Linked DNA regions of Mus musculus: regions 1, 3 and 4 are each linked to region 2. A link is a contact called in public HiChIP or PLAC-seq data. All regions are on one chromosome and are shown on one strand. Each heading gives the region's core, a stretch centred on a gene start, on an enhancer-like site or on the middle of the called end of the contact. The rest is flanking DNA. Distances are from core to core; before and after follow the strand shown.

Region 1 (5,731 bases), core at 3,054-5,553, 500 kb before region 2:
AAAAGAGGTACCAGTGGGCTCTCACTGTAAATAGAACATTAGACACCAGGAAGCAGCCTCCAAGTAGAGTCTACAGAAAGTGTAGATGAGGAAGCCAACAGGAGCATTGTTCACATATGCTGGATATGAAAGTGGTTACCGCATGTGTATTAGCCAGAAAAGTGGTTCTGATGAGGAGAACTGAGATCTAGGAAACAGGCTTCCTGCTGAAGCTGCTGGAGCCACTCAGGGACCAACACAAAGCCAGGCTCTCCCCATAGTAGGTCTTACATGTAGGCATGAATTTTGGCTCCCGTACCCCACTCCTTGCCAGAATCTTTCTCCCTAGCCAGTAGTGGAAATTAAAACTAACACCATCTTCGTGCTTTAGAGTAAACCTTTTAAACCCTGTCAGAATGCAAACAAGCTTTGGGGAAAACTATGTGTATTAACATCCTTAGTTCATTCACTATAAAGTGATGTGCTGTGGGTGTCAACATCATTTAAATAAGACCACTGAGTATGGCGGGTTGGAACTCAGGACAGGTAACTTGAATATGGGATAAAAGAAAGCATAAAGTGGGGCCAAAAGCCCTGAGGAAAATGTTGGGGGCTGTAGAGTGCCAGGGCATGCACAGGAATTGGGAAGAAGTTTAGGAGTGGCCAATATCTCCAGGGTTTATCTGTGTAGGTGGCACTACAATGGACCGTTTCCATTTTCCAGATAAGAAAACCAAGGTTCAGCAGTGTTCAGGAGCTCACTTGTGAAGTTTACTCAGCCAGTGTGACAGTAGACACAATAGCTAGTTAACTCAGCCAGTGTGACAGTGTACGCCAATAGCTAACTTAACTTAGCCAGTGTGACAGTAGACGTCAATAGCTAACTTAGCTTGGCATTTAGCCCAAGATCATCAAGGAAAAATACAACTTACTCATCTCAAGTCTCCACTGCTCAATCAATTAATATTGTAGCCCCGGGAAAAATACAATTTTATAAAATTTTCTATAGCAAAGAATCCAATGTCAGTCCAAAACACCATCCTTTGTTCCCACTAGCATCCTATTATATGCCATGTTTTATGCAGCTGATAAAACAAACAAAAAAACCGTAATGCCTCCAAATTCAGTATTCATTTGATCCATTTTGGTACACTGAAAATACAAAGAAGTCTTAAAGCAGGTTGACAAACCATATTTTAACAAGAATATTGATATTGGGGAAAAAAGGGCTAGCATATTGATGGGAATGTTTTTCTTGCTTGAGCAGGATATTTTTCATCAACATTATAAGAAAAATGTAGAGAGCATTAATTAGGGGTGGAGTACTACCTTAGATTTTTACATGATAACCTAATTTTGCCTTTCATGTATGCTGCAAGCCAATTGAATTTGGAGTATTTCTCAAGAAGGGAGAGTAGCCATGGCTTGTTGATTTGAATGCTTCAAGAACATTTAAAAACAACCCCCCTAAATCACTAGAGAATGAGTCAGTCCTTGCGGTTGTCTACTCTCCTGAGCAGTAGAAGTTCTCCCTCATGCTTGGACAATGGCTCTGGGCTCATAGCATGTACCTGTGCCAACTACAGCTACTCTTTCTTGAAAACCACCAGGAAATCCTCATAAAAGCCCACTTAACACCTGCCTTTTCCCTGCCACCAACCATCAGACATCTTTCATTTTCTTCAAAGTACACTGTGCATGCAGACCTTTCCCATGTGAGGACTGTCCACTAACACACACGTCCTGTGGACTCCCTCTGAAGGCTCTCTGCTCCAGAGACATTCTGACCCCAAGATATGGACCATCTGCTACCCTGAAATCCCCTTTCCTGGCCTCTAATGTCGGCACTACTCTCTACTGTGTGTTTCCAATTTTTCTTTCAATTAAAAAAGAATCACCCTAGTGATTTTTTCTTTTTCTTTCTTTCTTTAAAAGATTCATTTATTTATTATATGTGAGTACACTGTAGCTGTCTTCAGATACTCTAGAAGAGGGCATCAGATCTCATTACAGATGGTTGCAAGCCACCATGTGGTTGCTGGGATTTGAACTCAGGACCTTCGGAAGAGCAATCAGTGCTTTTAACTACTGAGCCACCTCTCCAGCCCTACTCTAGCAATTTTTAATCCAACACTGATGATTTTACACCCTTGTGTCAAGGACATGCACAGAATTTGGACTAATAAGGACCTGAATGAAGCTCTCTGTCATTCATTTAGAAAGCTTTTCCCTCTGTTGGTTTCATAGACTTGCACAGGATTAGGGATGAGAAAACTAAGTTTTCTAAGGCACTAACTCTAAGGCAAAGTTTAGAGTTAATGGTGTATATAGTTTCAAGAAATTTTGCCAAAGAGTACACATGGAGGGACCCATAGCTCCAGCTGTATATGTAGCAAAGGATTGCCTTATCTGGCATCATTGGTGGGGAGGCCCTTGGTACTGTGAAGGCTGGATATTCCAGTGTAGGGGAATGTTAGGGCTGTAAGGTAGAAGTGGGTGGATGGGTGTGGGAGCACCCTCATAGAAGCAGGGTGGAGGGGGATGGGCTATGGGGTTTGGGAAGGGTAAAGAGGGAAGGGGGATAACATTTGAAATGTAAATAAATAATGAATAAAAAAAAGATTTTGCTGATGCAAAATTCAGCCATATTCCCAAATAAAACCCCATGGTATTAATCTTCAAACATCTAAATACTAGGGGGAAAGCACAGAATCCACTTTCCAGAGACCAATCGCACAGGTTTTTGGATATTCACTTATCACGTTGGCACGATGTGTTTGTCCTATATCTGTTTTAAAGACCAATTGTGACAGTATAAGTCAGATGATTCATAAGTTCTGATGTACTCAGTGAAGTTTCTATGTATAGATCTTTCTACACATAGTAAGTAGTCCCTACTCTCCCCCACACCACAGAAGTACACCCCTGCATTTAGGATTACTGGACAGACCATTCATTTCACTCAGTGCAGATAGCATTGGGATTGTGGGAATTTTAACACCTTTGCCACCGTTTTCTGCCATATTGCAACACAATGGGTTTCCTCAATCACTGGGTTCTATGCAGTACTTGAAGATCTAGGCTGAGTGTTGGTTGTTTTTATCCTCTAGGAAGTAGAAGACAAATCTTTGCTGGCAAAGTCAATGCATTTCTTATCTTCCAATGAAGACAAAACTTAGAGTTAATGGTGTATAATCATTCAAGAAATTTTGCTGATGCAGTTTCGACCATATCCCCAAATATAACCCTATGGTGCTAATATTCAAACACCTAAGTACTAGGGAAGGCATAGAAGCCACTATCTGTTTATATTTTTCATATTCCTTTTCTAAACATGAGCTTGAGACAGACTGATATATAAAGGTCTGTCAAACTTTAAAACATTCTCACCTCTTTGTGTTAAAACAACAATAGTGATTTGCTTCATTTATGCACTACACACCAATGAGATGAGATAATTGCATATCTGCTGTGAAATAATATCTGTTATTACATGGATAGCTACACATAAGCTCCAATGGAAGCACGAGCAATTACACAGTGTGTTATATTAACGTACCTACGTTATGTTCTGATTGCTATCGCAGTAATTCAAGTGACCTCTATAAATCTGTTTCCCATCGTTGCGTCCTTATTCCAGATTTCTCTCTAACATTCTAGAGACTTAGGGAAATAATAAAACTATGCAGTTGAAACTTAAGATGTAAGAGGCCTTACATTTGATTCTTGGATGCTGTTGGGTTTCATCGCCTCCCCTTTGTGTCACAGACATAAACAACTCTACAGATGGGTCATTCTGTCCAAACTCAGAACTACCCTTGCTCCGTGGAGAGCTGAAGTGAGGTTTGATGTCAGTAAACTTGGAAACTGCTCTTGTTCACAGCCAGACTCCAGCTTCAAAGGGGTCAGGTTTACTTTTTAAAATAAAATAACTTTTTAAAATAAAAACTTGATTTTAAAATAATCAAGTTTTCACAACAGACCCCACACAATAACGGAGAGCCCCTGTGTGCTGCTGAAGCCAGACTTGCCTTTCCCTAAACTTGACATTCTACCCTGATTCCAAGTCAGTTTAGTCCTTACAAACCCAGACTCAAGCACAAAGCAGCTCCAGCCCTGAGGAGGATGAGAACTCCATCAGCATTTTCATAGTTAACGACAGGGCTACAAAACAGAAAATAACAGCAGGAATCTGGAGCCCGTGCTTTTATTGGACTAACTAACGATATAAATAAAACGGTCCCTGACTGAGCTTCAGAGAATCACTCTCTTTATCAGGCCATAGAAAGCATCCAGGAGGGCAATAAATACGGCATATAACAGAGAGGAATTAAATGATTAGGCCTGAATTAACACCCTGTTTCGGAGTCCCACTTAGTGTTCCATGGGCCCAATGAAACACTGCCATTCACAAACGCTCAAGGCCCATTTAATTTTTATTTCGAGCCAGTTTGGAAGAAGGGATTACCTATAACTTTCCCCCATTCCATTGTATAACTCTTGAAGTTACCACACTGATCCTGTCTAGAGAGCTGTTGGGAAAGGAGACTGCGACAGGAACCAGCGAGTCTACTCAGACTCCTGCTTCTTAGAGGTTGCCTTGATTAAATGGAAGGAAACCCTTGTCTCTGTGAAAGTGACAAGGAGACCCCAGATGGGAAATTAATGAACTAATTAAAGGAATTTGATTATTTTCAGTAGTATTAGCATCATAACTCAGCAAGCATTAGCCCCAAAGTTTTCACTTTTTGCATAGTAGCATTAGTATGTCAAAGATCCTAATGAAGTCTGAGTTAAGAAGTAGATTTAATCTCACCATAGAGGATAGTCTATAGAGGCCCTATCCTCCATTATGCCACTATGATAGGTGAGTGGGCTTGAGCAACCCTGTCAAGGGAGATTAACACTAGTCTATGCCTTTCCGTTAATACAACGGCCTTAAAATAACAGAGGTGGCAGCACTGTGCTTCTTAGTAAGATCCCATCTTGAAGAAAAGGAAATAAATAAATAAATAAATAAATAAATAAATAGAAAAAAAAAGAAATTCAAAGATAGCAATGGAGGATGGCTTCATAATACTAGCGACGTGTTCAGAAATTTTTAGATAAAATATGCAGTCAGATGAAACTGGGTCATAAAACCAACTTTGCATATTTGTGACTTGAAGTGATATATGAGATGGAGATGCGTTTACAAGGCAGGGTTGTTAAGCATCAAGGAGTAAGGGAGCTGGCATTTCTGAGTGCTTGCTTCACGCTAGGTGCTATTTCTTCTTTAAGGCTTATCGTTTCTATAGATATTATTACTCCCATTCTCAAGGAAGGAAACTGAGGGTCAAATAATGTAATAACCAGCTTCTCAACTTAATACAAAAGCACCATAAGTATGAGATTCAAATCTAGATCTAGTTGATTTCCACAATAGATATTCCCATTAATTCTATCATTTGACCTGCCTCAGCAGAAGCTTGACTTAGAATTCTCTATAATGAGCAAACAAATCAACCATCATGCAGAAGCGGGATGGGAATTATTCAGTGTGGCCCCAAAGGGAAGGAAAAACATCCTAAGACGTTTAGCTCTAGGTAAGAAAACCCTTTATAAAGCCCGAGCTTCTGTAAATACCCTCTAACCATGTTCATGCAGGAAACCACATGGAGGCTCAGACTGTCCCCTACACAAAAGACATGAGAGTAGGAAGGGGACTTACGGGGGAAACATTTCAGTGGAAGAGGGAGGGGGGGATGAGACA
Region 2 (5,840 bases), core at 3,034-5,533:
AAGAAGCAAGGTTAGCGGTTTTGTTTTGTTTTGTTTTGTTTTGTTTTGTTTTGTTTTGTTGCTCAGCGAGTTGGGGTATTGTGTTCAAATGCCTCATGGTAGGTCTGTCTGAAACAAAATGGTAGTAGGACTTTTTTTTTTCCAAAATAAGTTAATTTCCACCCAAAATAATGACGACAAGGAAGACTGAGGGAAGGAAGGACATTCTAGAACTTTGATGAAGGCTGAGTAATGCAGCTTACATAACTGAAGAAGCATTTCAGCCAGAGAAAAGGGCACAAAGGGGACCAGGCCAAAGCTTTTGTAATTTACAGAGAGCATTTGTCACTCCGGAAGTGGTATAGGAGTGTGTTACCACCTACTCGACCCAAAACGGACCTGGTGCAAACAACTCCAAGGTTCGTGACTGTCTGTAGAAATTTCCAGTCTTTGCTTTGTATGTCTAGATGAACTTTCCAAAAAGCTGAAGTAAAATACTTACTGGTCTTGCTGCTGCATTAGACAGGAAAGATGTTGTGAGTGATGTGATGAATATATACATACTTTTATTGTAACTTTAAAGGGAATTCAAGTTTACTCCAAGTTCAGTGGCCGCTTTGACCTACTTACTCCCACGCAGAGAGGCCTGCAGGCAGACTTGGGGTCAATAAGAAACCTTGATTCATTGGGACTGTTCTTGCCCTGCCTTCAGAAAGAGTTTCCCTTTCTAGAAATAGAGCGGCTTGTGTGAGTGTCACTGGGATAGGAGGGAGAATGCCGGGTCACAATGGGTCGGGGGACAGCGTGGGTGTAGATTTGCTATGAAGTTCGAGGTCCGTGCTGGAGGGCTGCGGTTAGAGCTGAGAAGTAAGCAGTGGCCCTCCCTTCGGTGCCGCACAGAGATGTCCACCGACCTTCCCCTCCTGCGTGCCTGGAGCGCTATCCTGGGCAGCCGCAGGACTGTGTGTCGCCCCCTCCCTCAGCGCTCACCCGGAGCGCCCGCGTCTCCTTCGCTTGCGGTTTCTGGTCGGCTCCCAGCTGGCCCAGACTTGCTCTAAAGTAGGAGGAACCGCTGTCGAGCGAAAAGTGCACACCGGGTGATTGATGAACTCTTAATAGGACTAACCTTTCCCGCCCCCCACCCCAGACACACACACACAGAGGAACCCCACTCCCCATCCCGCCTCCAGGGCGGGCGCAGAGGACGCGGCCGCCAGCCGGTAGGGTGATTAACTCACCGTTTGTCTTTCTCGAAGAGTTCCAGGTGGACGCGGGAACACCGGCGAGCGACGGCAGCCGGGTCAGCGCGCGTCGTGTGGCCGGCCGCGCGGACCAAGCCGGCTTTGTGCCGAGCGTCCGACCTCCCGGGCAGGCGGCCGCTATTGTTCCCGCGGGCGGCCGGAGTTCTGAGACTGGAAAACACACCAGCCTCCTGCTTACAGTGACCCTAAGGTCCGGGGACCGAATAGGGGTTTCCTTTGTGTTCTGCCAGCCTGGGATGGCGTCGGCTCTACTCTAAGGAATGGCAGACAGGAGTGAGGGACACGGGGACCAACTCCCCAGAGCAATCCTCCTGTGACCCACTTTCCTGCGTGGCACAGAGAAGAAGGTGGGGAGGGCTAGGGTATTTGCAGGCCAAGGAAGTGAACAATAGAGCCATTAAAGGGTCTTCCAGTCTCCTTTCTTTAAGAAAGGGCCTTGTCTGCTTTAAGTCTCTGCCCCTCTGGTCCATCATCTATGTATCTGTACAAAAAGCTCTCCGTGAATCCTGACTTATACCGCGATCTGCTTTTCCTCTGGTTCTCTTTAATGTTAATCCCCACTCTGGCAATTTTTCCAAACCTTATTGAAAAATGAGCCAGACTAGCCAGAGTAACCAATCGAGTGTTTTTGTCACAGGCTGTGGGTGTAGCTTAGTGGTAGCGTGTAGATTTGCCATCCGCCATATTTACCATCAGTCCAACTTCCAGGTTGCTTTTAAAAAGTGGTTATCATAAGATGAAGACCATGAAGACACATGCAATGGCCTCCACCCCCACAGACCTGATGGGATGGCGTGGTGGCATTTATATTTCTCTGCTATGGCAAAAGATTTGGCATCCTTGGGCCTTGAGCCTCCTGCCAGTCTGTTCAGTTTGGACACACTGGACATGACCTAAAATGGATTGTCTTTGAACTTTGCAACTAGACAGGCAGGATGTGAGACCTGAGGGAAATGTTTAAGGAAGGGCTTCAGATCAGGTTTATAAATCCACTTGACACTGACCTTGGACCCCAAAGGTAAGAGCATTTGTAGTGGAGTAGAAAACAAGGTAAGCTATGGTCCTCTCCATCACTTTCCTTCAGCACCAACAAAGCAGGAAGGGCAGAGGATTCATCCATCAGGCCTTGTGCTATCCATCCAGACTTTCTGAGAGAGAAATCTACAAGAGCCAGCCCTTAAAAGTGTGGCTTAGGTAAGGTTAGATAAGGCTTGGCTAGGGACAACTCAGACTCAGTTGGTTAAGTGGCTCAACACCCAAAGGTCTGTTGACCCAGGTTCTAAATATACCCTATCTGGGAAATTGCAAAGCCCAAGGGGGTGAGGGGACGGTCTGAGCCACCTGCCTTTCTTGCATACTCATAAACCTCTGTTATTTTCTTTAAGTTTCTCAAAGAAGGACCAAAGTTTTGTCAAGAACACCCAGATGAAGACCTTCCTAGACCTGTAAACTGGGATTACCAAGTTCTTGACTTCACAAGGAAGTTTCAACCAATTCTGGTAAAGTCAAAACAGACCTGTGACAATCCCTGGGTGTAAACAAGCTTGTACCCGCCATGGGGTCAAATACTTGGAAGGAAGAGTTAGCCTCTTTGTTATTCAAACTCTCTCTCTCTCCTCTCTCTCTCTCTCTCTCTCTCTCTCTCTCTCTCTCTCTCTCTCTCTCTCTCATGTTCTCCTCTTTACCTTCTCTAAAGGAAAACCGTCTGGGCTTCCAAGCCTGGTGGCTGAGGAGAGCACTTCACTCATGAACCATTGGAGTGGTACCCAGTGAGGGAGAAAGGACAGTAGCTAGCTAGCGTAGGAGATCACTGCTAGTAGTTCTTCTAGACAGAAATGTGAAAACTCTTGTTCAGCAAGGTTAGCAGCCTCTGGGGCCTCAGAAACCAATGTAGCTGACACATCTCTGATAGGGACTGGACTTGGGGCTGAACCAAGGGAAGTACAAGCTCAGTATCCTCTTCCTCTCTCCCATTTGAAAGCCTGTACACAGAAATGGTACAAATGGATGCTTAACTTAATGATTCTATCAGAGGCAGATTTTTCTCTGTCAGTTCCCTGGATGAGGTTGGTCTGTAAGCTAGAAGGCAGAATCTGTACTTGATTTCCCTTTCTCCTTTCCTTTCCTTTCCTTTCCTTTCCTTTCCTTTCCTTTCCTTTCCTTTCCTAACCTCCTTACCAGTGGCCAGGGCCACCCTCCAGGGCTTTCCATGACAACTTCGCACCCTCTCGCTAGGTCTAGGCATTCCACTCCAGAATGGACCCCGAGGTTTACAGGGATGCTAAGGAAACGGTCCCTCTTCCTCCACTCCCACCTCCATTTTGCAGCAGGGCCATACCTCTGCCTGACCGCCATCCTACGTTAATCCACATTTGTTTGCCTAGATGGAACAACCAGAGAGGCCCAAATGACTGCCACCCATGAGCCAAGGACCTGATCTCTTTCCTTTAGACCTAATACTCTACCGGAGATCCACAACCTTCCTAATCCCCACCCCCTCCTCGTCCCGCCCCCGCGCCTCAAAAACTATGGAGAAAAAGAAGGTGTGCCCAAGGCTGGACCGAAGTCATCCTGCCCCTTCTTCAAAAGAGAGACACCTCCCAAGGCCAACGCCCTCCGGAGGGGCCCAGGTGCTCCTCCCTTCTGGCATCTATTCCGTCTGGCATCTATTCCGTCTGGCATCTATTCCTCTGCAAAGGATCAGAAAGGAAGCCGCTGGCTCAATGGATTCTGGATTTCGGGTAGACCTGACTGCTTTGGGGCATCCTCAATCGGGCGGTGAAGCCTCTGGGGGCAGAGGAGCGTCGTGGGAGAGGAGCGTCGTGGGAGAAAGACAAGCTAGGCTGCTGCTTCCCTACCCATGCCAACTTCCCGGGTCTCGTCTTGAAACAAGAGCAGAGGCCTGAGACCCGGGCGCCATTGCTGGCCAGGCTCCCCTCCCCCACACTCCTTTCTTTGCTTCTCGAAGACCCGGGAGGGAGGAGGCGGCGAGCGCCTCGGTGGATAGAGCTGCTATTGTGACCTTCCCGGGCTAAGCGGGGAACCCAGCGGAGTGTGTACTGCCCGCGGTGGCGGGGGAGGAGGTGACTGTGTGCAAGCCTCGAGTGCAGAGGGGGTGGCACCCGGGAATAAATAAAGGCTTGCAACCTCGGGCACTTGGACCCTTCGGAGAGCGTTTGGTTGTGTTTAGACTTGGGTGCTTCCTAACACTAATTGCAGGCTCAAGAGGAGCGGAATTTATGGCGAAGGCCAAGGCGGCTTGTTTATAATTTATGAAGTTTTAAATGGTTGTGCCGCGGGCCCAGCTCTCTCCGGCGGGCGGCCGCGTGGGAGTGTGCCCTCCCAGAACTCGCCGCCGCCCCCACCCACGCTAGGAGTGAGTGTGCCTGTCACGTGACTCGCGTTGGTGGCAGGAAAGAACCAAGCAATTCTCTGAAGTCTCCAGAACTTCAGAAGGTAGGCGAAGGCGGCAGGTTTGGTCGAAGCGACCCCTCCCCCTTCTTCCAACATCCTCCCTCCACCGCCGGGCCTGTGAGGTTGCGGCTGCCTAGACGGTGGGAACCCCCAACCTGACACTTCCTTAGAGCCTATGTGTGAGAGGAAGCTGATGTCAGCCGGGCTAGACACTGTTTAAAGTAATCCATGAAACCCTAAGCCACAGATGACGCTTGGGGTATTGCAGACACCCGCAGACTCAGCAGATACTCCTGTGGTAACACACCGCGCTGGGAAACGCCTGGAGCCATGATGCATTATGTATTTTTATTATTATTTATGGTATGAAGAGGAGATGAGAGAAACCGGGCTGAATCTAAACAGCCTGACAATTCATCTATTTAATATTTAGCCAGTTAAGAAAGGTGGCTGTGGTTCCCTACGAGGCAGCTAGCATTTCTTTGATTTCCGTAATAGCTTAAAAAATAATTTCTTACAATTATAAATTCTGTCTAGGAATGCAAATTTCAGAGAAAACAATGTTAAGCCTTGAGAGTGGGTAAAATATGCCTTCGATTGAAGTCATTTATTCTGTTGATACAATTCTACAACATATATACTTTAAACTTGCTCAGATAGAGTGAAATTTAGCAAAAGGATAACCCCTCCCACCCCCAGCCTAACATGCCATTTTTAAAACAGCACAAAGGAACAAGGAAACTAAATATTCTTTTGAGCCATCATTACTGAGCGAAACACAAACATCCAAATAGAAAACGATTGCTGTTGCACCAGAAGAGTAGAAGTTATCTCCACACAATGGGAATTTCACCTCGTGTCACCAGGCTGGTAGTGGGAGTTGCATATTTGCCAAACCAACTAGAGATGCGTGGGTGGACTTTGCTGAAATACAAAATAATTGAACCTTGTCTGAAGGCCTTTTTCCAAGTGCTCCCTTCTATAGAAGTGGGTGTAAGTGCTCGACCCTTCCTAGAGCCACACTAATAATATTTACAAAACGATTATAAATTCTGTAGACTATTCGCCCATTTTGCACAAAGAAACAGGAGTAAGCAAGGTGTTTATACGTGTTGTGTTCTATTAATGAACCTTTCGTTATTTTACATTGTGAAGAATGTTTGTTTTCTTTAAAAGTGAACTGCT
Region 3 (5,537 bases), core at 2,473-4,972, 310 kb before region 2:
AACAGAAGACAAAATGAAGGATGTACCGAAAACATCTTGGGGGCAGGGCAGCTCCTAAGTGGCTGAGTGGGTCTTACAGTACCAGAAATTTATACCTGAAACGACCCACTGGTACCGCAGTTATGACTCTTATGTTGAACTTTTATTTCAGATTTTATGTTTTATTTCTTATACTGAAAAATGGCATCATCATCACCACCACCACCACCATCATCATCATTATCACTATTATTAGATTTTGCAACATGGGAAAGAAAACAAACAAACAAACAAACAAAAGATCTAAAGGGCAACCTGGCACTTTCTCTCTTTGCCTTGATAGACTAGTCAACAACTTGCTTAGTCTAGATGCCCAGCTCCAATTGGATTGGGACAGATGGCTGTTGGATGGGGCAGAATGCATCCTGGTCTAGAGAGCTCCAGAGAGCAGGGAGTCATTCAGTGAGAAACGCAGTGACCAATGAGCCAGTGTCAGGCTACACAAGCATGCCTGTGTGAGGGGATATCCACTCCTCTAGATGGCTGTAAAAAGGCTGAGCCTGCATTCATAAAGTTAGACATCTCAGAGACAGCCCGTGAGGAGCAGGCCAGGGTCTTCATGCTAAGAGCTGCAAGCAAACTTCTTCATCCTTGGAATCCAGCTGTGCCTGGAATTAGGGAGCTGGAATGTACCGGCACTTTCATCCTTCCAGTTCTCATAAGCATCCCCTCTTCTCAGAGGCCTTTTTGGACCATTCCATGTAAAATTGCACTACACACACACACACACACACACACACACACACACACGCACACGCACAAGCACACACACACACACACACACACACATACACACATGCACACACGCACTCACACACACCTTCTTTCTGTCTTACGTATTTCTTCTATTACCTTCTAGTGAGGTAACTTCCCTCATTTTTTGCCTTCTATCCTGTCTTTTCAACTTATACCCAAGAATGAAAAGCCATAAAGGCAGTTATTTTTATGTTTTATTCCTTGTTATTTCTCCAATGCCTGGCATATAGTAAATGTTCACCTAAAATACCTTAACCGAAAGAATAAATCCCTTAAAATGGCCAACCATTTGAAAATAGATTATCGCCTCTTAGACTATGAACCTTTCATTCTACATTTTCTTACTTAAATTTTGTCCATATTTTCCGGTATGTGTGATGCCCAGAGGTAGGGGATTGTCAATATTAGTATTTTTAAACAAATGTTAAGTTTTGGTGGCTAGAAATATTATTCCAAGGTCATTGAAGGTCTTATCCTTTTGCGTGGATCATAAGTCACACGTGTGAAGACTTTGGTGTGGCAGGAATGCCGTGAGCACTGTGCACTCATGTGTGTGCTGGTGCACATGGACACGCATGTAGAGGTCTGCAGTTGATGTCTGTCTTCTTCCTGGGTCACGCTCCACTTTATTCACTGAGACAGACCTGCTTCCTGAACTCAGAGCTCACCAAGTTGAGCCAACCAGCTTGCTGAAGGAAGCCCCAGCCTCTGCCTCCCAGGTTCTGGGATTCAAGCTGGCTACTGTACCCACCCAACTTGGATGTGAGTTCTGGGGATCCGAATGCTGGTTCCAGCACTTGGCCAGCAGGTGCTGTATCCACCGAGCCAGCTCCCCAGTCCACACAGCTGAAGTTCTGTTCGTGTATCAGAATCCTTTAAAATCTTGAACATGAAATATTTATCTGTGTTTTAAATTTCATCTAGTAAACTAGATGCCTGATATCATGTCAGTAAATGGCAAACTGAAGAGAGCAGATGAAGTTCATTGGCTTTAATGGCTCTGAAAGGTGGCACAGGTGGGAGAGGCGCGTTTGAACTCCAGAATTCCTTCATCAGCGAGATCTCCACTCACCAGGAATGTAGGACAGTGATACCATTAGTACAGTTGTAATAAATACCCCAGGGTTATTTACAAGAATCCACAGTCCTTAAACCATCCATTTTGAGATAGAAGCCTATTTTAAATTGTATGAAGCATTTCTAATTAACTTTTATCACCAACTCAATAATTAGAATCCTATACCACCAAGAAACCTTTTAACCTTTACTTTATAAGATAGCACGGAGAGGACTTTGGCCATGATCTGCTGAAGTCCCTCGCCTTGACATGGGGAAATTTAAGGTAATCAACGGTCATGTAAGGACCCCAGGGAATGGGTGGCAAAGCCGACACAGAGGCCTATGGCTGACTCCCAGGTGCTCACACACTGCATCTCACCTTTGCTTCCCTCAGAGGAGCTACTCAAATCACCCTTGCTTCTCGTGATAAAGCAGCTTTCCCAACATATTGTAGACCTACTGGTAGGTAAGTTTGAAGCTGTAAACCCACCCCGCAAGAGGTAAAGAGTTAGAAAGGTAAGCGCACGTTCCATCCAACTCTGTCAGCAATGGCTCTGTGCCCAGCTGTGTAGTCAGAGCAGGCCTTACTCTTGAATCTACAGAGCCTAGGGTGGCCCTGGCCACTGAAAGGTCTCAAGGAAAGTCTTGGCTAAAGACTTAGGGGCTGGGGCTGAGCAGTGCACTTTGCCCTTCCGTGTAGTGCCTTCAACACCTGGCTTAGTGCCTAGTGGCTGTGGGGTTTAATCTGATGTGTTAGAAGGCATCCTATGAATTGCCATTTCTTTGCCTGTTGCTGTGATCTCTTTAAATGGAAACTGTTACAGCTGGGGGATACGTAGCACTATTATTTAAACAATAACATAACACGCTATGGTGTTCAACAACTTTGTGATGGCCTTGCTGTTGCTGCTCTCGTGCCTTATTCCTGCAGAGACAATGGCATGTTTGGTCTTTTCTTTCTTTCTCTCTCTTTCTCTCTCTCTTTCTTTCTTTTCTTTTTTTTAATAAGAAAGAGGTAGCACAATGCCGTTCTGTGGTGATGGAAGAATTCGGATCATGGCGTTGGTACGTATATCTACACATACGATGACATTGCATAGAACTATATTCACACAAGAATGAGCGCACACAGAGCAGGTGGGACAAGAATAAATCGCATGAACTGTACCCATGTTGGTTTCCTGTGTTGACAGCATACTAGAGTCTTGTTAAATGTCACTATTGGGAAAAGCCAGGTAGTGCACAGGTCTTATTTATGCTATTCCGAAGCTTCCTGAGAACATGAAATTATTTAAAAATTTAAATTTCATTTAAAGTGAAATCAGGAGTTTTCATTTTTTGAAACGTCCAAGAGATTTCATTAAAGAGGTTTTTCACTGTTTCCTCTGCTTTTGAAAAGAATCCATTGGCTAAAATTCTCATCTCCTCCTAGAGATTACTACTATTAAAAAATATACAGCATTTTAAATTTTAATATTAAAATATATAGCATTTTTACCAGGCAATGTGGTTGTAAAGTCTGAGACATGTTTCTGGTTTGTTTTTATGTCACTCATTTAAAAATATTACACTTTGAAGTGTAGATTATCCGTGCTGAAGTGTAAAATACTGATCATCAGCAGGCAACTTTAAAATTATAATAAAATCAGAGTGGCTGTTACTTTAAGAATGTAAACGCCTGCAGGAAGAAACTAGAGAAAACGGGTTTTAGGCCTCATTATGTTCTTAAGAAAATATAGGAACATGCCCCCTCCCCAAACAACATTTTTTTTTTTTTGTTTTGTTTTTTTCATTTACTTCCCTGAGACATTCTCTTTTCTTTTAAAAAGCTGGCCGACTCAGAATGAAGGGACAAATTTGTATTTGGCCACTAGGTGGCACTGTTGGTGGCGTCGTGGGCTATATGGAGGGGGGAGGGGAAATTGAAAGCAATCTATTCGAGGAACTTGGGGTTTTTTTGTTTATTTGTTTTTGTCTTTTGTTGTTGTTTTGTTTCTTTTGGGGGGAGTGTCTTGAGGGTTTGCTTTAAGTAAAGAGAGAGGGGAGGGAGGGACGGGAGGAAGGAAGGAAGGGAGGAAGGAAGGAGGAAGGAAGGAAGGAAAGAGAAATCCTGTCTTCCCCCAGAGGTATGACGTGGAAAGGAAAGCTTTAAGCAGCCCTTCCCCCAAGCCTTGCCCCCTCAACCCCCATCCCCGTCACCACCGTTCAGACCACAGGAGGATGTTAGGATGGAGCGTCCTGTGGAGCCATGTGACACCTAACAAAAAGGGCTATGAAAGGCATATCCGTTTCAATAACCCCGCCACCCCGCTGGAAAGCAGAGCTAGGTTCTCACTGTCCCCAAGCCTGACTCTGTAAGCTGTGGTGAGATGCAAAATGTGGGACCCAGGCCAGGGGCAAAGGGACAGCTAGGGTCGCCAGGTTGTGAACAGGGAGGTAAATACGATTCCTGCGTATCCTCGAAGTGCAGTTTAGTTCTGCATGTGGCTCTAAGAAAGGAGAACCCTTTCAAATCCAAGGGCCAGCCCATCCAGAACAAAGACTTTACAGGCATAATCGCCAGATTTGTGTGGCCTGAGAGCTTTGCAGGCATGGTGCCTGGCCCGGTGTAGGATGGGATTTCTTGGTCCAACCTGCCCCAGAAGCTGCTGCCACAGGCTAGTGAAATTTCAAGGAGGTCTCTGTCTGCTGTTTAACTCTTCCACTTTTCTGAGGGGGCTGTAGAAAGTGAGTTCTAGAAAACCCAAAAGCTGGCACGGGAGATAAGTAGGAACAGAGAACATGGAGCGAATGAACACCACCCCCCCACCCCCCCCATGAACGCCTGGAGAACCATTTTAAATGGAGATATGGATTGAAACCTAAAACCTTGAACTTCCTACTTAAAAATAGCCCCTTGAAAATTAGCGGCATACTCGGTTGCATCAGATGATCATGTCTATCCTGTGCCATACATTCTCCATCCAGGGTTAGTAATTTCATTTTAACCACAGTCCTGGGCAAGGCAGTGAGACAAATGTGTGTACAAATGAGGGGGAGTTAGCAGCTGATACTGACCACGTGCCACATATTCAGCATCTCCTGTGTATTAACTCACTGTGGTGCTGTAAATGAGAAGAACCCCATAGGTCATATGACGGAATGCTTGGTCCCCAGTTAGTGTAAGGATTAGGAGGTATGACCTTGCTGGAGTGGGTGTGGCCTTGTTGTAGCTGGCCGTGTCACTGTGGACAGGTTTTGAGGTTTCAAACACTGCTTCTGCATCAGGGTGTAGCTCTCAGCTACTTCTCCAGCACCAAGCCTGCTTCCATGTTCTCCATGGGAAGAATAAGAATAGGAAGAAAAATATGCTAGCTCTCTGAGGCTGTAAGCAAGCCCCCATTAAATGTTTTCTTTTATAAAAATTGCCTTGGCCATGGAGTCTCTTCACGGCAATAGAATAGCAACTAAGACACTCACCAAGTCCTCAAAAAAAAAAAAAAAATACAAGCAGGTTCTAATTATTATTCTCACCACAGAAGAGAAAAATGTCAGGGAGACTCAGTATCTTGTCAACAGTTACAAGGTCTGCCCCCCCCCCCCCCCAGTTCCATTCACACCATCTCTGAGCTACAAAAGCCAAGCCCTGTCCAGGTAACCCAGCCTGCCCTGGTTGGATCTGCCATCTTGTCTCTTGTGAACTG
Region 4 (5,700 bases), core at 1,660-4,159, 350 kb before region 2:
ACTTCTCTCTGTCCATAGGTTCTGGGAGTTGAACACAGTTGGCTTGGCTTGTGCTGCGAGTGTCTTTACCTGTTGACTCATTTCACTGACTCCCCCATCCCCAACTTTCTATTTTTCACCCTTGATCAACTGGACCCCACCCCCCACCCCAGATACATCCCCCACATGAGTCTTTGCCATCAGACTCTACTTTTGGAAGATCCCTGTGACTCCCTGTCCTGTTAGCTAACTGCCTCTGATCACTGTGACTTTAGACATACAATAAACCCATCGGCAAGGTCAAGTCTTAATACCCATGTAGACCCAGCCCTTCGATGCCGGGGCTCTATGCATTATTTCACAGGTCCCAGGAGAGAGTAGTAACATGTCCTTCTCACACGCACATGCATGCACATGCCAACTATATGAGTGCAGTAACAGGCTCCATTTCTGTGCTGCTGTAAAGCTCCACTCTCAGCCTTTTGTGCAGCCTTCAAAGGCCAGCGCCCTCCCAGGGATGAAAGGATGCTGAGCCCAGGCGCTCTCTGGCTGACTCTTGGGATTTTTGTTTGTTTGTCTGTTTACTTGAGGGTCTTGTTTTCATTGTTTGTTTTTACCTCTTAACCGTTTTATAGCTGATACCACGTAGCAGCATTCTTGAGAGGGTCTGGGCAACATCACCTTGGATAAATACACAGATAGCACCTTTCTTTCTATGATTTCTTTTTATTAGGTCTTTACATCTCTGATCTTTTACCTTATCACCAGCCCATGAACAGAGCCGAGGTATTCAGCACTGGGGCTCAGATTCGATCTGTTGTCATCCATGTTCCCAGTAGAAAGCTTGGGAAACCCTCCAGTGAGTCTTAGGCACTTGGAGAATTTTGCATCTCCAGGTCTAAGATCATTTGTCTAATTCTTTTCTTTGCTTTGGGTTCTTTACAAAGCTAATTATTAACCTTAATTAAATGCAATTATGAAGTGCCAAAGACTGTTTCTTGTAAACATATCTTAAAGTGTCTGTTATCTAAATATTTATAAACTCTTTCTCTCTGCTTTGAGCTTCTTTGAGAGTGATGGTCTCTATTTTTTTTTAAATGAGAAATGGGACAAAAAAAAATGGGACAAACACAAGAGATCTGGCCTCAGTGCCCCGAGCACGCAGATTGCTGAAGTGTGTCTGCTTCCTTCTAACCGATCTTTTGCAATCTCTTTTTAATCTAAGTCTGTGTTGGTGGGGAAGGTTGGAAGAGAATGAAACAGGCATGTTACTGCATTAAGAGAGGTGGTGGGCGTATCAAAGGTGAAGAAATGGGCCAAGTTTTCGAGCGCAAGGAAAGACCACACATGGTTTTTAACATGAATGGTTTTGTTGGATCCAAAAATGAAAATAGTCTTTTCAAAGCACCCCCCAACCAACCTACCAACCTATTCCTGCCCAAGTATCTCCAGGATCCCTTGACTATGCCTCCTGACTATTCAACTCATCCAAAAATCCAAGCCATTTGTCTGAATTTGAAATTATTCCTCTATAGATATTTACAGGAGACCCATGGGTGTGTTAAACCATTAAAAAAGAAAACAAACCCAAAAAACAAAAAAACAAAACCGTCCATAGCTTAGCCACTGTAAGTCTTCACATGGAAGGAGAGAGAAAGTTGAATTTGTTTGGTCAACTTGGGGGGACAGGAATTAGATTAATCAATACATATTAACAAACAGTAACAACAGCAGATTGCTATATTTGTGGACCATTGCACAGTGAGGTGCTTTCCCACTCCTGACAAGGATGTCTATGGACTGGCCGGTTAAGTGAATTGTCACAAGGACAAGCTTCCATTACAGAAAGTCAGGACAACAAAAAAGCAGGAGTCTGCTGAAGACACAAAAGAAAAAAAAATTAGATAGATAGATAGATAGATAGATAGATAGATAGATAGATAGGCTGTAGCAGCCTTAACGCTTTCCTTTGAATAAATTAAGATTCTGTGATTATTTGGCAACAATGTACAACTTGATTTTTAAAAAATTCAAGTACAAATTTGCTCTACAGCTTGAGCCACCTAAATAAAAGGCCCCAGTTGGCCCCTTGGCTGTGTTATAATGTCTGGAGAAGAGGGAATAAACTGAGCAGCTAGGTTGGAACAGTGGACCTAGGGAGGAGATGGGAGGCTCCAGAGAGCAGACACCATGAGATCAAGATGGGAGAGGAGGGAGAGAGACAGAGGAGGGGGGAAAGGCAGGGGAGGGGGTGGGCAGGGGAGGGAGAGAGAAGAGAGACAAAGGATACTGGGACTGGCATCTTGCAGCATCCTCCACCCCTAAGACTTCGCCTCTTCTCAATTCCAGTCCACATGTGACTTTGCAATAAATTCCTTTCTGCTAAAGGGTCAATATGAATCTTTCTTACACTTGTCGTCTAATGGCCTCTACTAATTTTTATGAAAGCTGCTTAGTGGGGAGGTTGGAATGGAGGCTCCTGTACTTCCCCCAAGATTTCCCTCTGTCATGAAACCTGAGCAGCAATCGCGAAAGTCTTCTTCTGATGGCTCCTGCACCTCAAGCCTCCTCCACTCACAGGGACGCTGCGGTCGTCTCTGCAGGCCCTTGGGAAGGAAGGGATTCTACAAAGGTGTCCTGTCAAAGTCATCTAATCTCTCCCTTCAGAAAATCCCACCGAGGATCTACACACCTAAATGTGTCACCTCGTGAAAAAGTAGACTAGCCGTAAAATCATGCAACTATACATTAGCTTAAATAGTGTTCATAAATTATTAGGCTTAGCAGAAGAGATTATGGCTAATGGGATAATGAAGAGTTTTACATTCCCAGTACCCCATCAAAGGCAGGAGCTACCAGGATTGCTCTGGGCGAGAGAAGCACTGCTGGGAGACTACTCCACTTCAAAGGAAACGGTTCTGGTAAGGTGAACCAGCTAGCAATAAGGCGGGATCTGATCGTGCTTGGGGGCGTGGTGTTGGGTCTGAACCAATCGGTGCAGTTTTAGAGCAGAAACAGGCATTTGACTCAGAGGAAATCTGTCCACAGACAGCAATAGGCCCACTGTGTGTGCAGCCTTGAAACAGTGTCCGTTTTGGGTTTTTTTTGTTCGTCACGTTGTTTTGTTTTGCGTCCAGACAGTCTGACTATATAGGCCAAGCTGACCCGCAACACAAGATCTTCTTGCCTAGACATTCTTGGTGCCAGTTTTCTCCTTTATAAAATGGGAAAATAAGGACACCTAACTCGCAGGGCTGTTCCAAGTATTGAATGACCTGAGGAAATGAAGTGCCAAGTTCGGGGCTTCAGACCCAGAACACAGGAAACGACTGTTAGTTAAAGCAGTGTGCAAATGTCATGGAGGGTCCACGTCTTTCAGGGCAAATGGCCACAGTAAACTTCTGTTTGCAACCCAGTGTAGGGAAGACTATGCAGATGGGGAGATCCCTGTGCCAGCTGCCCGCCCTCCCTCCCTCCCTCTCCCCCTTCTTCTCTCCCTAATTCAGAAATCAAGATTTGTTCCTATATTACTATAGAGAAAAACATTAATTGCTGTCAAAATTATCAAAACCTGATTTGTAGAGTGGCATTTCGCTTTGTAATAAAAAAATTGGGAAATTAATTTTTCTGTTTTACTATGAAAAGAATCACAATTAAGTGTTGATGATGATGTAAGACAAGATAATATGTGCCAGTGATCTTGCATTGGCATATAAATCGATACAAATCAATTCTGGAACTGCTGCCAATGTTATTAAAGAGATCTGTGGTAGACAGCGTCCAGTGCCTTCACAAATGACACCCTTGTTCTTCCCTGCCCCCCCCATCCTCCCTCCAAGAAAGTGACACAAAGGGAGAGAGAAAGAGAGAAAGAGAGAGAGAGAGAGAGAGAGAGAGAGAGAGAGAGAGAGAGAGAGAGATAGAGATATTAAAGGCTGAGAGGTTAGTTATAGGGCTATATATTTTTGTCATCATTTTCAATTTTAATATTCTTAGAGACAGAATTATATTCATTTACATTCTCTCAGGGATGTTCATGAACATTAATTACCAAATTAAGGAAATCTTGGAAATAAAAATGGGCATATATTAATCACAATAACCTGAGTATCTAATAGTCATTTTCTTTCTTTCTGAAGTGTTAATGTGAACTTGAACCATGGTCAGTCTGAGCAATGGTGGTGAGTGATCACAGATGGGCCTGACTAACAGATGGGTCCATGGTCACCTTGGACAACACATCTCTCCTGACTCAGAGCCCAGTTCAGCACTCACCGTGCAGTAACAGAGGCAGTCAGACCCGAGGGATTCCAGTCAAGGACACACAACTAAGTCCTGTCTCTCAGCCTGGCTGTGACCAGATCCCTCAGAGCAGCTCAGGCAAGGCTCTACGGTAGCTTGCAGTCCCTAGGGGTTTTGTCCCCTTTCAGGGACATGAGAGGTACCAAGCCTGCTATGAAGCAATGCCTAACTCCAGGTTACACCATCACATGATATAGTGGAGGCTTAGATAGCACAGTCTCTCCTCCATAGGACAGACCCAGCGAGAACACGTGGAAACTACAACGAATGCTTCTAAGTACTAAATAGGAGTACATCTGAGCCTGCTGAGAGATGCTGCTGCTGAACAACCCACCCTGGCCTCTTAGGAATACCCAGAGCCTATCAGACCACCTAAGGACAAAGGGATGCAGGCATTAGACCCCCATCTTTATCCACAGAACACTTTGGGGTCTTTTGTGAAGGATCTCTCCCCTATACTTGTAATAAATGACTTTACAACAGAATCAAATTTTGTTACTTAAAAAAAAAAAAATCCAGCTGCTACAATTGATAGCCCCAGTTAAAGGAAGGAAACACTTTGCATGGAAACAATGATTCATGAATGGTTCTTCCCTACAGGAGATGAAACCATTTGGGCTTTCCTCGGAGATGCTGATATTACTGGCAACATTTAAAAAAGCTTCATTATATAGAGAAAATTCCAGCCTCCAATTTTTCTTCCTGAGAGGGTTCATTGGCTGCTTTGGTATATGTGTGTCTCTTGGTGAGACGGTGTGTGTGTGTGTGTGTGTGTGTGTGTGTGTGTGTGTGCGTGTGTGTGTGTGTGTGTGTGTGCACACGCACACACACACACACACACACGTGTTCCATGCACATGAGTGTTTCATAAAATTAGATTCTAGCAAAGGGAGAGTGCATTTATGCAAAAGCAATTCATCAACCACTTCTGTGCTCAGAATTCACCAAGGTAATTTAGATACTTTAATGGCAAGGTAGTTTAGGTAGGTAGGAGGCAATGTCCCCTCCCCCAGCCAGTAGCTATGGTAATAGAAAACGTGGCTCTAAATGATCTTTTCAGGAAAGTAATTCTCGTTTTAATTATTTATCCACTACCAAATATAAAATATAATTACACAGCCAATGTCCACAGGAGCAGAATCCACAGTGCAGGATGGAGTGAAAGAGCTTACTGCTTTTAGAAATTCCCCATAAAAGATATTTTAAAAAAAAAATAAGATTACCCAAATGCAGCTTTTAGAGCTAATCTGATTTTCATAATGTAAGCATTTAGCCGGAGTCTACCTCTTGGTCAAACACAACAGCTCCTGAATTTGCAGGGCTTTTTCCACAGCCTTGGCCTTTATGATGCTAGGCGTATATTACTTCTCAGCTATAATTTACTATTGACATCATGGATTAAATTTGTTGTTTCAGCTA

What was found. HiChIP or PLAC-seq counts read pairs in DNA pulled down with a chosen protein or histone mark.
Region 1: a contact with region 2 is called in an H3K4me3 HiChIP or PLAC-seq map of embryonic limb bud, with 4 times the contacts expected there. The contact joins two enhancer-like sites. A contact is called at or near these places in 7 of 115 datasets of contacts at active chromatin or transcription factors (craniofacial prominence, differentiating embryonic stem cells, embryonic basal ganglia and 4 more).
Region 3: an H3K4me3 HiChIP or PLAC-seq map of embryonic hindbrain shows a contact between it and region 2, with 7 times the contacts expected there. The contact joins two enhancer-like sites. A contact is called at or near these places in 7 of 484 Hi-C or Micro-C datasets (cranial neural crest, embryonic stem cells, nephron progenitors and 1 more), 14 of 115 datasets of contacts at active chromatin or transcription factors (craniofacial prominence, differentiating embryonic stem cells, embryonic basal ganglia and 9 more) and 2 of 9 other capture datasets (adipose tissue and embryonic stem cells).
Region 4: a contact with region 2 is called in an H3K4me3 HiChIP or PLAC-seq map of embryonic limb bud, with 4 times the contacts expected there. The contact joins two enhancer-like sites. A contact is called at or near these places in 13 of 115 datasets of contacts at active chromatin or transcription factors (craniofacial prominence, embryonic basal ganglia, embryonic forebrain and 8 more).

Annotation. Positions count from the first base shown.
Region 1 is chr2:75,251,538-75,257,268 of GRCm38.p6, reverse strand. The region is part of intron 3 of 2600014E21Rik (a long non-coding RNA gene); the gene reads right to left. Among named protein-coding and RNA genes, the nearest start is that of Gm34401, 31 kb to the left of the region's middle. Within about 2 kb of position 4,303, at least 1 of the 459 cell types and tissues checked has an H3K27ac peak or open chromatin away from gene starts, as enhancers often do. A contact at or near this core is called in embryonic limb bud, where this site is marked.
Region 2 is chr2:74,748,429-74,754,268 of GRCm38.p6, reverse strand. It overlaps Haglr (Hoxd antisense growth associated long non-coding RNA), which reads left to right. Exons shown (of 3, transcript NR_110445.1): 2 at 2,627-2,740; 3 at 3,626-5,840. It overlaps Gm14424 (predicted gene 14424), which reads right to left and starts at 1,585. Exons shown (of 2, transcript NR_110447.1): 1 at 1,218-1,585; 2 at 527-1,051. Within about 2 kb of position 4,283, at least 60 of the 459 cell types and tissues checked have an H3K27ac peak or open chromatin away from gene starts, as enhancers often do. A contact at or near this core is called in adipose tissue and embryonic limb bud, where this site is marked.
Region 3 is chr2:75,053,561-75,059,097 of GRCm38.p6, reverse strand. No RefSeq gene overlaps it. Among named protein-coding and RNA genes, the nearest start is that of Gm46748, 5.3 kb to the left of the region's middle. Within about 2 kb of position 3,722, at least 77 of the 459 cell types and tissues checked have an H3K27ac peak or open chromatin away from gene starts, as enhancers often do. A contact at or near this core is called in adipose tissue, where this site is marked.
Region 4 is chr2:75,098,955-75,104,654 of GRCm38.p6, reverse strand. No RefSeq gene overlaps it. Among named protein-coding and RNA genes, the nearest start is that of 2600014E21Rik, 36 kb to the left of the region's middle. Within about 2 kb of position 2,909, at least 16 of the 459 cell types and tissues checked have an H3K27ac peak or open chromatin away from gene starts, as enhancers often do. A contact at or near this core is called in embryonic limb bud, where this site is marked.